Regions from separate parts of the Gasterosteus aculeatus genome. Here region 2 is linked to region 1. A link is a contact called in public Hi-C data. All regions are on one chromosome and are shown on one strand. Each heading gives the region's core, a stretch centred on a gene start, on an enhancer-like site or on the middle of the called end of the contact. The rest is flanking DNA. Distances are from core to core; before and after follow the strand shown. Region 1 overlaps vav3a (vav 3 guanine nucleotide exchange factor a). Region 2 holds the start of nrros (negative regulator of reactive oxygen species).

Region 1 (6,852 bases), core at 2,822-5,321:
CCATCATTTGTTATTGAAATATAAAATGTAAATACATTTACCAAATAACTTGTCACATTGTCTATAGAGTAAAAGCATATTTTATATTTATGCTAAACTGCTGTAGCTTCACATTTAGTTAACATGCAGAAAGAAAGCAGTATCAATCTTCTTATCACACTTGTAGCATATTTCATGAATTTTCATACCAGGTCTTTGATGCAGACGGTAACCGAATGTGTCAAGTGTCAATCTTACTCGTGGTAAAGAAGAGAAGTCAGAGAGAGGAGGACTAACCGGAGGAGGGATGGCTTCTGTCTTCATAAGGTCCTCATAGATCTCCCCTCCATCTTCATCATCATACACGCAGTCGTACAGATCCTCCTCGTCCTCCACCCCGTTCTCGCTGCGCCGCAGATGACACAACACGGTACAGACGTCACATGACGTCAGACAGCTGTTCGTCTGTGACTGTTAGTGGGTAATGGTTTTCATCCCTCATGACAGCCACATGAAAGGTTCACACAAAAAAAACCACGCAGTTCTGGTTTAACACAATAAGGATTTTAAAAGTATACTACAAATCTTGTTAGGCGGGGACACTTAATCCGTGGCTGTGAAAGTGGCTCAGAAGCACTCAAATACACACACACACACACACACACACACACACACACACACACACACACACACTAGAGTAAAGACTGTTCTGGCTGCTCACATCTGAGCCAATTACTGTACCTCGACATGACTCAGGGCTGATATGCGCACACACAGCCTGTAGTTTGGACTAGCAGGGATTGATCATGTTATTTGCATAGAAATAACAAGCAAACTACAGGTAACTGCACTCATTGCACAAGTAGAGAGATGAAATGAAATGATGGAAGATGACAGGTGAACACGGCTCTGTTCGGAGTCATCCAGGCTGCTACTTGCACCTCACGTCCACAGCTGGCGGCTGTCAGACTGCTGTTTTCCTCACTGCTGCTGACTAGTGGGCTGCTTGCCGCTCCTGTCAGCGCTGTGTCAGTGCTGGCCGTCCCAACAGTAAGATGATCTGTCTCCACTGACTTGTATCCTTACACTGGCTATAGATCTGCCCTTGAAACGCACCTCAAAACCAATGTCTACATTTTCCCATATTTGCTAGCTAGGTTAAACTTTAACCTACAAAAGACAACCACAAGTGATTTTGATAAGAGAACTACACTTAATGAACTATGAGGAAGACACTCACTTCTGCACATTTTTGGACATTTAGATTAAGGCCTTCTGTCAGAGTCGTTCGTTCCTCATTCACTTTTAATGTTTGTTGTTTTGATGAAGTTCTTTTAGAGTAAATTGGCATCTAACTGACTGCAAGACTTCATGCTATTAGCAAAAATTACATTTCACTTAATTGTTCAGACGAAATTAATGTCCATAAAACAATTAAGTGGAGTTTTAACAGGCTTTACATTCGTCCTTAGATGTAGTTTTGTGGGAGGGACACTTGGGACTAAATTAACAAATCACTTTAAAATGAAGGTTTAGGTGACCATACGTACTCTATAAGGTCCTCCAGGTGGTTGTAGATGTCCTCATCTTCAACACTCTCTTCTGATGGATAAGGCCTATAAAAGAAATAGAGAGCTTCATTAATTATAACCTGCCATGGACCATCTAGTGAATTGTGCTTAATGATGCTGTAGCATCATTTTTCCCCTTTTATTGGATCGAGTCATTTCACTTCCACATACCTGATTCCTGTTTGTTGTGCAATCGCAGTGTGGGAAAGTTTCGAGAGCGTGTCCATAACCTGCAATGGAACACGTGATCTCATGAATATCATTTACATCACAAAGACATAACGTTAACGGTCTGTTGTCTGGGTCCTGGTGCTGTGATCAGGATGCGTTTCTCAGCGGCGGCACATGAGGGCAGCATCCTCAAACACTCCAACAGGGCTGCACGCACACGTTTTGTAACCTTAATTTACTTGTGTGCAATAACAGACACTCGAGAGCTAATGAAGTCACGCATGCCAACGTGTATCCTGAGATATAAGCAATCCATATATATATATATATATATATATATATATATATAAATATATATACACGCAGTCAACAGAAGCAGTGGATCAGAGTGCCGTGAGCCGATCGGTAATTGACCTTGCTGTGAAGTTCTCCACATGCACGCTCGGGCTGACATGATTGCTATTAGGATGAAGTCTAATTTCACGCTGTTGTGCTCATTCCTGCGCGTGCCCTTGACCCCTCTCTCTGCGTGTGTTTGTGTGTGTGTGTGTGTGTGTGTTTGTGTGTGTTTGTGCTCGACTAGTCACTGTCGAACGAGCGGCACCCTTCAAGTATCTTGAGTGAACGCTGGGCGCGGAGCTCCTCTCATTCACGTCTGTTAACAACCTGGGGGGAAAAAAACGACCCGACAACCTCTCGTCTGTCCGCTGACATAACGCTGACATGACGCGTGGACCGACACCGGCCTGCACGCTCTCATTCACACACGCACACACACTTAGATGCACATCTGGCCCGGAGCATAAGCTCTCAGAGATCAATACTGATCACACAACTGGCCTTTCCCTCCCCCCACCGGTATAAACAGTGGAGACTGCAACACTGTGCACGCTGTGCAACTAATAACGTGTCGTGTTTTGCGTGTCACTGATTCCAAACACAATGTTGGAGGCCATAGAATGAGGGACACAACGTGGCGTCACGGCGATCAAACGAACAGTGGACAACACTGACTGGCAGTATGTAAATCTGTCAAAGTCTGTCTTTGAGATGACATTAGTGCATTAGTGCATTGAGTTTATCAGTCGCAGCTCTGATCAAAGGGAAACAGTAATGCTGTGCAGCTGAACAGTGGGGGGATCCGGGGGGCTGCCGAGCCGTGTTTGTGACAGAGACACACGGAGCTCGGCAGCAGTAGACACCTTATAAGACGAGACCTGCATCTATGACGCTTATGCACAAACTAAGCCCACTAGAAATATTCATTTTAGTTTTCTTTATTAAGGTCAGACAGTAAAGTTAAATGGCGCGTTTCCACCGAGCGGTACGGTACGGGTCGGTACCCTTTTATTTGTGTCTCCACTGCCAAAAGTTGAGAATGGTACCAAAAATCCGAACCGTACCGTACCACTTTTTGGGTACCCTTCCGTTGGGGTACCTGGCACAGTTGTTTGGTACTAAAGGGTGGAGCTAGACTCACTGCAGAACGTTGATTGGTTGAAAGAGTGTTGTCATTTGCGTGTGCCGCAAGGGGAAAGACAACACACTTGCAGCATGTAGCCTTTGCACAAACAAAGATTGTCGTCTCCTTGTGACAAACAGCCACATATCGAGAAGCAGGAACAGGATCAGCTGAATGTCCTCCATTGTTGTTTGCGGTTAGCTTTCAGTTTTCGCGCGATCGAATGACGTCAATCCACTTTCCGTCATATAACACGCCTATTAAGTGACGTTATCACTACTTTCTGGAATACACCACGCCTATCAAGTGACGTTATCACTACTTTCTGGAATACACCAAGCCTATCAAGTAAGGGTACTGTTGGCGGTGGAAACGCTCGCCAAATCATGGTAACAGACCCGACCCGTACCGTACCGCTCGGTGGAAACGCGCCATGAGATGCAAAGCCCCAAACACCTCCGCCGAGCAACGGTCTGTCTGCAGAGAGGCAAAACCCACGTCAAAAAAGCATGAGTAAGTGTAAAGGCGCTTGCTCTCCGTCACAGGTGGTGGGGAGTATCTCAACGGTCGGATGTCACGTATCTTTTGGTTTTCTGAAGTCCACTCCATTCCCAACCAACCCACCATAAAGTGTATGATCAGGAACACGTGTTAATCAGTGCTGCAATCCAAACACCGATGAGCCAGAGCACTGACTTCATCCTCTAAAACTCAAGAGTGAACCTCCCTCTGCCACAGTTGATAGAGATCTCCTTCCCATAATACACAAAGGACATCCAGAGGCCACTTGGCAGGTGCAGTGTGTCGACAAGCTGAAGATCCACTGCGTGTTGAACAGAGCTTTTGGAAGCTGACCGGCGCAAGCTGGCAGGCAGGTTTGTGCGACGAGTCGAGTGCTGTTTGGCTTCATCGGGTACATGAGTCACACTCTTTCGCAACAGAATCGACCATCTGCAGACAACCGAGCGGCGTCTCTGAAGACGTGCATGTGTAACACTCGCAAAACTGTTTAATAGAAATGTCAAGGAAATAAAAACCAAAGGCAGATGAGTCATTCGTTTTTGCCCGGGAATCAAAAGAAATATAGATGATCCCTAACGTTCGTGGAGCGGCAGGAAGGCATACGAGGACTCCAATGCTGAATTGGTTCAGCGTGTGTTCTTTGCGGGCGCGTCGAGTAAACTGTGTCATCATGAAACAGCAAAAAATCATCTAAGATTTCCCAATGAAAAAGCTCAAAGGACACGCACAGCTCTGGTGTCTGGGGCGCACAACAAAGCCGAGGCCACAAGCTCGGCCGCCGCGAGGCACATGAGTGCTGATGAAGGGGGACGCCGGCCGGCCGATGGAGGCTAATGAATCCGTCCCACCTCGCCTCAGCCGCGCCGCTGCGTCCAATGATTCACACCGGAGCCACTGAGGCAGTACATGGCGTGTCTGTGTGCCTTTATATGCTCTGCTTTTGGGGAAATTCTAAACCTACAATAAATAAAAGCTGGATGTGTTGATTTCAAAATTGGTATTCATCTGTCCACATATGAATGAAGACTATTTCTAATATCTGATTACCTCCTCCTTATCTATCTTGACTCAGGGCAGACGGCAACGGGAAAGTCCGTGATGTATTTTAGATGCATGACATGCCAACAGTTCTGTTGGTTTTACACATGTCCGTTTCCTGCTCTCTGCTGTAATTCCTCCTTTTTGTGGCTTTGCCTTCCGAACAAGGCGTCTGCAGATTACGATTGAGGTTGGCTATACGTCTACCCACTTCTGAAACGGAAAACGGTGCTTTTAACTGCAGCGTTTAAAGGGAAAGCTGACTAATCTGCGTGCAGTGTTAAAATGACCCAGTCCCTAAATGAAAGCAGTATTGTCATTCGCCCAGAAACGTTCTGATAAAAACCGCAGGCAATTATTCCCCCTGTGTCCACACACTCATCCCTGTGAATTCTCATGGAGGCCAACAGCGTCAGTCTAACTGACCGGTGATCAGCTGTTAGTCTTCAGGCTTTTCTCACCCCTGCTTATGACCAGTGGGGAAACGTGCGTGTTTCTCCACCCGACCACCTCAAAATAAAGCGTAAAGCAGATGTGAAAGCACCTTCACATGGTGTTAGCAGCATCACCCATCCTCACACGTTTATTTAAGTGTTGTTGAGAGCTCTCTGGTTTAGTTTTCTGCACGCAAGGCACTTGAGTGGGAAAGGTTTCAACCGTTCAACGATGTTCCGTCTTGTTTCGCACGAAACTCCTTGTTGCAGCAGTGAAGGAATTAAAAGTTTCATCTTCATTCACAACATTTTTTTTAAAAGACTACAAAATGCAAAGGTTTGTCAGGGTTATAAAATATAATAAATGTCTTTTCATTTTGTTGCGCATCATTAACCAGGTTTGATAAAACGTACATGAAAAGCCGGAAAGGGAACTGCAAGTGGTGTTAACAAAGGCAACATTTGCAGAACGGATACAGCGAATGCAACGCAGGTTTGTAAAAGATCATTTTACATTTGTGTGTGTGTGTCTGTCTTCTTTTGCACGAGCGGTTGATGATTGTTGTTTGTGCTCATATGCATTCATTAATGTGTGCATGTGCATGTGTGTGTGTGTTAGACAGATGCAGCCTGTGTAACAAATTCAATCCACACACACACACACACACACAGAAGCCAATAAAAACCTGATTGGCTCGAAGAGAAAGACTAGCTAATGTTTGGCAATCAGTGCCATGGCTCATTAACGCCTATAATACATAATTTGTGTGTTTGGCTTATACAGACTTGTAGCTTATTGGAATGCAACACACCCTCGCCATTTTTTCTTCGTCTTCATGGGCTGCATCACTTAGTCCACCATTCTGCTCTGCTTTACTTGCTTCAACTCCACAGTTGCGCGTGTAGAAAACCCCAGACGAGCGTCTTAGACACAGTGGACCTCAGGGTTGGGGTTGACGTTGAAATAAATAAATCTGTTAACGCCAGCCTCGTGTTTTAGTGCGGGTGAGAAAAATTGTGACTTTAGGAAAATAATGACTCTGTGAAACAGCCGGAGGGTGAAGGGCCGAAAGGTTCAGAAGCCACGTTGTCAGAGTGATAGCGGGCTTCAGGAAGAAATCACAGATCCATCGCTTCAATGTCATCTGTGGTAATGCGATCACAGCCGTGCATGCGCTCAGCTATGGGGGTTTCTGCCTGCACATTTCTTAAAACACGTGCCACAAACAGCACGCCATGTGATAACTGGAGCAGAAGTCTTTCTGCGCGTAGCGGCCCAACTCCTGAGATCATTCACAAACTTGTGCTTTGGCACAGAATGCGTCCCAATGGAAGACCCTCCTAACTGTGTCACACTCACGGCGTGTTTCTCTTGAACCGGAGCTCGGTTCAGTGCTGTGCTGTTTGAACCGGAGTGTGTGCCTGTATCGCTCCCCCTCTTTAATAAGTCCATCTCAGCAGGGTTAAGGTCAAACGCAAGGGCATTAGTGGTGTCCAGGTAAATCACATCAACCTGCAGAGAACGCAGCCCCTCGGGACACACACACACATCCACACTCGTTACTCCCGCGCCCCCTGAATGCTTCATGTTCCCGTTAGTAGTAGCACATCACCCAGCTGATCGCACGTTTGCATGGTTCTCACATGCAGACAAACGCACAAACACTCGGCAGGC
Region 2 (6,540 bases), core at 549-3,048, 55 kb after region 1:
GAGTTTTGCAATATTGACACGATCTGAAAAATGCTTATCTTTAATCCACAAAGTACGAAGGAGTTTGTTCACCATTTGGGCGTCGTTCCTACTCCACTTATTCTGAGACCCTTTTTTATATTTTAGGGTGATAGATATATATTAATCACAAACCGTTAATTGAACCTTTATTAATACAGGTAATCTCAGTTATACAACAGTGTCTCTTATGAACTGGAGTCTTACCAGTTGACACTGGCTGTGTCGTGGATGACTTGAGACCGGCGTCAGGATTCTCCACGTGGGTGACAAGCACAGCAGGATGGCAGTGAGCATGTGGACTGGCATTTTAACATCCTCACTGCTGACCGGGCGATGGGAGGAAAGAGAGAGGATACTGATCAATCAATCAAGACATGAGCTCACTGCGGAATGTCCAACTTAATCAGTCAACGAGTATCTACATCAGACTCGCTCTTCCTCCGTTCAAGATTTGAACGCGATGATGAGCATAGTGAGGGGACATTTTGGACCGTGTAAAAAATGTGGTAAATCCCCCCCTCCCTCCGAACAACTGACGGATTCTAAAACTGAGAGAACGAGACGGAAGCTTGACATCAAAGTGTCGGACGGGCACATATACATTTATCCACTCATACCAAAAACATTGGGGTGGTTTGCAAGATTTTTTTTTGTCATAATTTAAACATTTCTGTAGCTGTGAGCAAGCGTAATGTACGTGTTAGACTTGACAGGCAAGTCTTTCACGGCGGATCACTGTTGGGTCTGGAGGTCCCTACACAATAACAAAATCCAAGTCCATGTCTGAATGCATTTTATTCTGATGAATAAAGCTGTTGGGCATTCTGGTAAAATTCCCCTAATTTCAACTCAAGCCGCAGCGTGACCTTAACTGGATGTGGAGGCCTTGTGTTCCCTCTTTGTCTTGGACGCCTTTTCATTTGAGGATTTTTGTGTTGTGTTGTTGTTCTTAGTTTTTAGTTTGATAGCGACATAAGGATTGCACAAAACGACAGAATGGGGTTTCATCGAATAGAACAATGGCAAAATGTGCAATGTTTTAATTAATACATGTTAAAATCGGTACAGAGAAATCTGCATTATTAAATTGGGTTGACGTTGTATCATTAGTCGAAACCAAGTCATATCATTAATTACCCAATATGCAAAATGAATAAACATTTTGAGAGCTACATTTTTATGATGACCTGTGTTGTAGCACTTTATGACATCCTACTCAACACTGCAAGCTTTCAAGTACGCACAAAGGAAGGTGATCAATGAAATAACTTGTTCAAAAGACAAACTGTTAAGGTTCAACATTCTGCTTTGTCGCTTCTTTTAGCAAATTGCAAACACCAACATCAAACTAATGCACACTGCTCGTGTACTCACGCTGGTGGTTAGCTGTGGATTTACCAAGCCACTGCCGGTTGATCCACTGACCATATCGTTGGTTGACTCGCCGTTTGCAGAGAGCGTTCGCTCGCGTGACGTTCGGCTGCCTTCCTCTGATGTGACTGAAGCCTCTCTTTACTGCTCACGGAAGCAGGCCAGCAGCGGAAACCAGAGTCACATGGACAAGCTGCAATCAAAAAAAGAAAAAGAAAAGGTTCTCAAGCAAGTGCGAAGGCTCAACAGCTCTCAACCAGCACAGCAATACGGCCCCCACACCCCACACACCCCTCACATCCCGCACCTCCCACCAGAAAAAAAAAAGAAGCTACGATTGGTAGCACAACTGCCACCGCAAAAACCTAACGAGAACACACCCTTGACACCCTCGACTCGTTCTGATCAGCCAACCGATGAGAGAGGAAACCACCAGACACACACACGCCCTTCCTGCACGGTGTTCGGCCTGTCACTGCAGCAGCCGTTCCAAAACACACAGATGCAGAACGCGCTTTAGTATTGAATTCATCCACCGGGGGCCAACGCAGCACATAGAGATAATGGAGGGCCCGCTTTTTTAGCACGCACCAAATCCCTGCACTATGCTTTAAGTGAATAAAGTTCTCTAAGGTTCGTCATTCAACACCGATATGTTTCCAACATGGCTTCTGTCAGTAACCAACTTCCCTAAACACAGACCCTCCGTCGGTCAGGCCCCCTAGTCTGCTTACGTGGACGTGTTTCCATCCCGTTTCTTAATAACCAGCTGCGAAAAGCACACCAGCTCTATTGTTACGGTTAACTTAAATCTGCCTGTTGGGCTGTTTCTCCTCCCAGTGGATGAGGGAATAGGGAATAGGAATCAGGAAGTCATGGCGCCATCCTCGTAGAGTTGATTTGTTGGTAAAGTTCCTGCTTTTTTACAAAACATCTCCAGCTCTCACCTCTGGCTGTTACGAGTTTGGACTCATAACAGAGGAATACAATATAAGATCCCACATTGAATATAAGATTGGATGTGGGATCCCAGAGGCATCCTTGTCCTGTGGGTTCGTACCCTTTATCTGTCTACTGACACTACTAAAATCGCATTAAAAGAGAAAATGTATTAAAGAGGCTATAGCATATCTATGATTCTGCCGGCAACTGGCAGCCAACGGTGGCAACAGCGCTGACTGAGATCATTATTATTTATTTCAGTACAGCTACGAATCATTGTTTTTAAGACAGGGGCCTCATTAGGTTCTTGTGAACACAACAACAACGCACTCCTGCACTCATATTTCTGGGACCTCGATGGCATCACCCTACAATTCCTGCCTGCACTCGGTAGAGAAGCTTACGACACGCTTTTGTCTCAATAAACTTCAGACCAGTGAACACAGCAGCCCTGTCTTTGTTCCTTTAAATATCACACTGTGTCATTTCTTCAACCACGTGCTGTCACAAATACGAATACAAATATAAGCTTTCCGGTCGAGTAAAACCTTCATGTATATCCGATGCGTTAGTGCGGTTGAAGTGGAGGACATTTTTAATTTTTGATTAAAGATTTGACAAGCATGAGCCTGGGAATTACTTTTCAGAGTCTTTTTCGGTTGACGGTTAGGAGCTGATACAGGCGTGTTCTACCCTCTTGTCAAAAAGTGTGAGTGGTTTCTCTGGAGTCAGCGTGTCCGTTCTGGGCTACTCCAGAAACTGTGGCTGCCTTCTCAAATCCCGACTATGTATAGTCGTACCGGCACGCATCACCTGTTTTATTCTCCTGTTCTAAGCAAACGGACAGAAAGCAGCTCTCACGCTGTGTGCATGTGTAGCAGAAGGAGAAATCCAATGTCATGTCTGTCCCAATAAGACATATTGCAAAGAGCTGACGAGGTGATGTTACAGTTTGGGTGTAAAGTCTCATGGGTGAGTTAGGATGTGAGCAACTAAAGTCCTATGAAGAAGCACCACTGCAATGAGGGATAATAAATAACGAACATATGCACAAATGCTCACGTTAGAATATACCGATATACATAGTCGATACAAATGTAATTCCTCTCTTTGACCTAAACATCATTTTTTTTTGTAATATCTCTAAATACTGAAACAATATCTAAATATTGTTTCAGCATGAACCTGAATCTACTGCTGCAACACCAACAGATATAAAAAGTTAGATTAATAAGGAAAAGTGCGGTGGAGAACTTATATTCTCTTTGTTGTTGGTGCACATGACTTTCTAGGACGTGAGGCCATTTGCACAACATGCACATCTCAAGATGCTCCCTGCCCCCTTGTGGAGACTGGGAACATTGCGTATTCACAACCACTAGTGCAGGTATAAACCCATATGACCACAAACATGACAGAAGAGGACATTTCTTTAGCTACGGTGTCTGCAAATAGCTTTTGTGCTGAACTGCTGGTAGACGGTTTAATACTACAGACCTACAGTTAGTCTCTCCACCCGCGGTGGCAGTCAAAACGATGAAGGGCGGAGAGGCTAACGAGAGGCTGACAGCTTGGCAAACAGGCGTTCAGGGTCAGAGCAGGACAGAGGTGGCTGGAGATGCTGCTCTGCAATAGGAGATACACACACTGTGGGGAAACGCAACGAGAAAGGGACAGCGCAGACACACCGAGGGGACAATCCTCTTGATATTGGCTGTACATCTTACAATGAGTCATTCGGTTATTGAAGTGGTGGCCCTCGGAGATCGACAGAGCTGAGGCAGAACACTGCGTCCCGGGCTGGGATCTGTTTTCCTTTTTATTTCCTATTGATGAAGCTTTGTGTCTTTGTGGGCGGTGCATGTTGTTTATGTCTGTTAATTCATTTATGAATCCCGAGGATCTGGTTCAGCACATCAACAACTGCAATGTCTCTCTTGAATGTGTTCCTGTGTAGGATTCCTCGTGGCAGACATAAAAAAACATTAAGTTACCCGAGTACACTGTGAGTCAGACATTGTTAATTACTGCTTTAATTTAGCTAAGCTGAACAATGCTGTCTAAAGGACTGATTTGATGAATATAGCAGCAGCATATAGATATAGTGAGTAATGTCTATAACGTCACCCTTCCCTCTGTGTGTGTGTGTTGCAATCAGAGCATCTCCTTGTGCTTTTAGCGTACGTTGGTGCGCGTGAGGAGCCCCACTGGCTGGCTGATGGCTGCTGGTCTGCGCCGGCACTCATGTGATGGAAACATCTGATCAGGAAAACACTTTCTAGTCTTTCATTCCATTACATTACATTACATTACAGGCCATTTAGCTGACTCTTTTATCTAAAGTGACTCACATTGCATTTTTAACCCATGGCTTTTACATTTCAGCCGGGGAGCAATTAGAGGTTCGGTGTCTTGCTCAGGGACAGTTCGACGTGGGACATGGAGCAGCTGCACCCTCTCTACTCCATGCACCACCATCAACCCTTTCTTTGTAGTTTTCACTGTTACCAACGTTAACCGCTAGCTGCCCGCTCGCTGGTCCAGGTGTTGAGAACCGAGGAACAAGGGGGAAGGAAAGTCCTCCCAGTTGTGGATGTTTAAAACCAGCAATGAATGCAATGTGAAGCTCAACGTGTTTTGGAAAAACTATGAGGTGTTGATTGCAGTTATTTTTTTGGGGGCCATATTTCGCCACCGGAAACATCCTGATGTAATCTTCCAGCTATTGTTTTGAGGGAGGACCGTTGGGCATGTATGATTGTGATTTTAGGAGCCTTTTCGTGTAATGTCACACAGTGTTGTCGTGTTTATGATCCTGCAGCAGCAATAATCAAGCCACTAATGTTCCCTTGAAAACACACAGTAAATCGTTGTTTGCTGCTTTATTAATGCTCTGAATGTTAGATACAACTCCTTAAAAAGTTTAACGTTGGCAACCATATTGTTATTCTGCACATGCACACGGGCGCACATTGTGAGAGAGTTTCAATTCCTGTCTGTACTCTGTGTTGTTATATGCTGCGACCTTGGTGTTATTGTCACGCCGCCGCTAGGATTCAAATACAGACAGAGCTTGATCAGATGATGGGACTGTGGCCCCGTGACTCGACAAACTGTGTTGTAAACCGACCTCTCGATGGCGTGATAGAGGAGACAGAACGTTGCCAAACATGTGGCTAACAATGTGCATTTGCGGTGGAGTAAAAACAAAATATTGCATAAATACACCTGTAAATAAATATGCCTCATGCCTGGTATTAATCTCTTCATTAAAAGTGCTGTGCGACTCCAACGGTAAACATAATACTTTGCCGTATTACTTCCTGTCCGCTGCGATAGGCTATTAGCATGAAATGGTTTTATTAATAGCTGCTATTCTAGGCCGGAACAGCAATCTACACTTGTATTGATCCATGGAAAAAGATGAGGGCTGAGCACAGATTATTTTTCACATACAGGCAGGAACACTTAGAGCAGAATGGACAGCTTTGACTTGATAGGCTTCTCATGTATAGTCTCTCCGTGTGGCGTGTACTATGAACGGCCTATATTATGGTGCAATTCATTTATATCACATTTGCAACCATGGAAACATGTAACATGGCGCAGCCGTGGATCAGCAGCCGTCAAACATCAAACCATCTTTATTAGAAGAGTGGCATCATGTAGACTTTATTTTCAGGCCTTATTACCATACAGTATATATAGTACCATAGATAAAACACATGAAATAAATAGTGTGTAATACTACAGTAGCACATTAAAAAGGACGCAAACGAACATGATACAGCTATAGCCTTCCACTATTCCTGGATTGGTATATCAAAGGCCAGTTATTATAGCCTTTAACCCAGTATCCATGCACATGCATGACAGTTGGTCCGCATGTCTTCTTTGTTTGCCTTATAGCGATCAGGTCACATTGATTTTGGCATATAACTAATATACTCCAGAAATCGATTACAGTTAAACTGCGTTACTCCTTTACCTCATACAACAGATCGCGAGAACAACTACTGTTCCACGCGTTAAAAACAATGTCTTAAAGTGTTTGCCACGGGTTTAGAATAGTTTTGGCCTCATTCAAGCCGACATAAATTCTCAGCTAAATGTCAGTGACAGACGGAATCGCGTGAACTTAAATAACGGCCACTTCCTCGCTGACACCGAAACATGTGACCGTTCCTTCTCCGCTGTACTTTCAGT

What was found. A called contact is a pair of places that touch in the nucleus more often than the background predicts.
Region 2: a contact with region 1 is called in a Hi-C map of liver, with 6 times the contacts expected there. The contact joins the promoter of nrros here to the enhancer-like site in region 1. A contact is called at or near these places in 6 of 6 Hi-C or Micro-C datasets (blood and trunk muscle, liver, skeletal muscle and 2 more).

Annotation. Positions count from the first base shown.
Region 1 is chr21:10,485,785-10,492,636 of fGasAcu3.hap1.1, forward strand. It overlaps vav3a (vav 3 guanine nucleotide exchange factor a), which reads right to left. Exons shown (of 28, transcript XM_078095652.1): 3 at 1,722-1,780; 4 at 1,530-1,595; 5 at 277-385. Among protein-coding and RNA genes, the nearest start is that of vav3a, 28 kb to the right of the region's middle. Within about 2 kb of position 4,072, at least 1 of the 9 cell types and tissues checked has open chromatin away from gene starts, as enhancers often do.
Region 2 is chr21:10,543,225-10,549,764 of fGasAcu3.hap1.1, forward strand. nrros (negative regulator of reactive oxygen species) reads right to left here and starts at 1,799. Exons shown (of 4, transcript XM_078095654.1): 1 at 1,700-1,799; 2 at 1,396-1,585; 3 at 226-340. The coding sequence starts at 327. fbxo45 (F-box protein 45) reads right to left here. Exons shown (of 4, transcript XM_078095659.1): 4 at 5,978-6,540.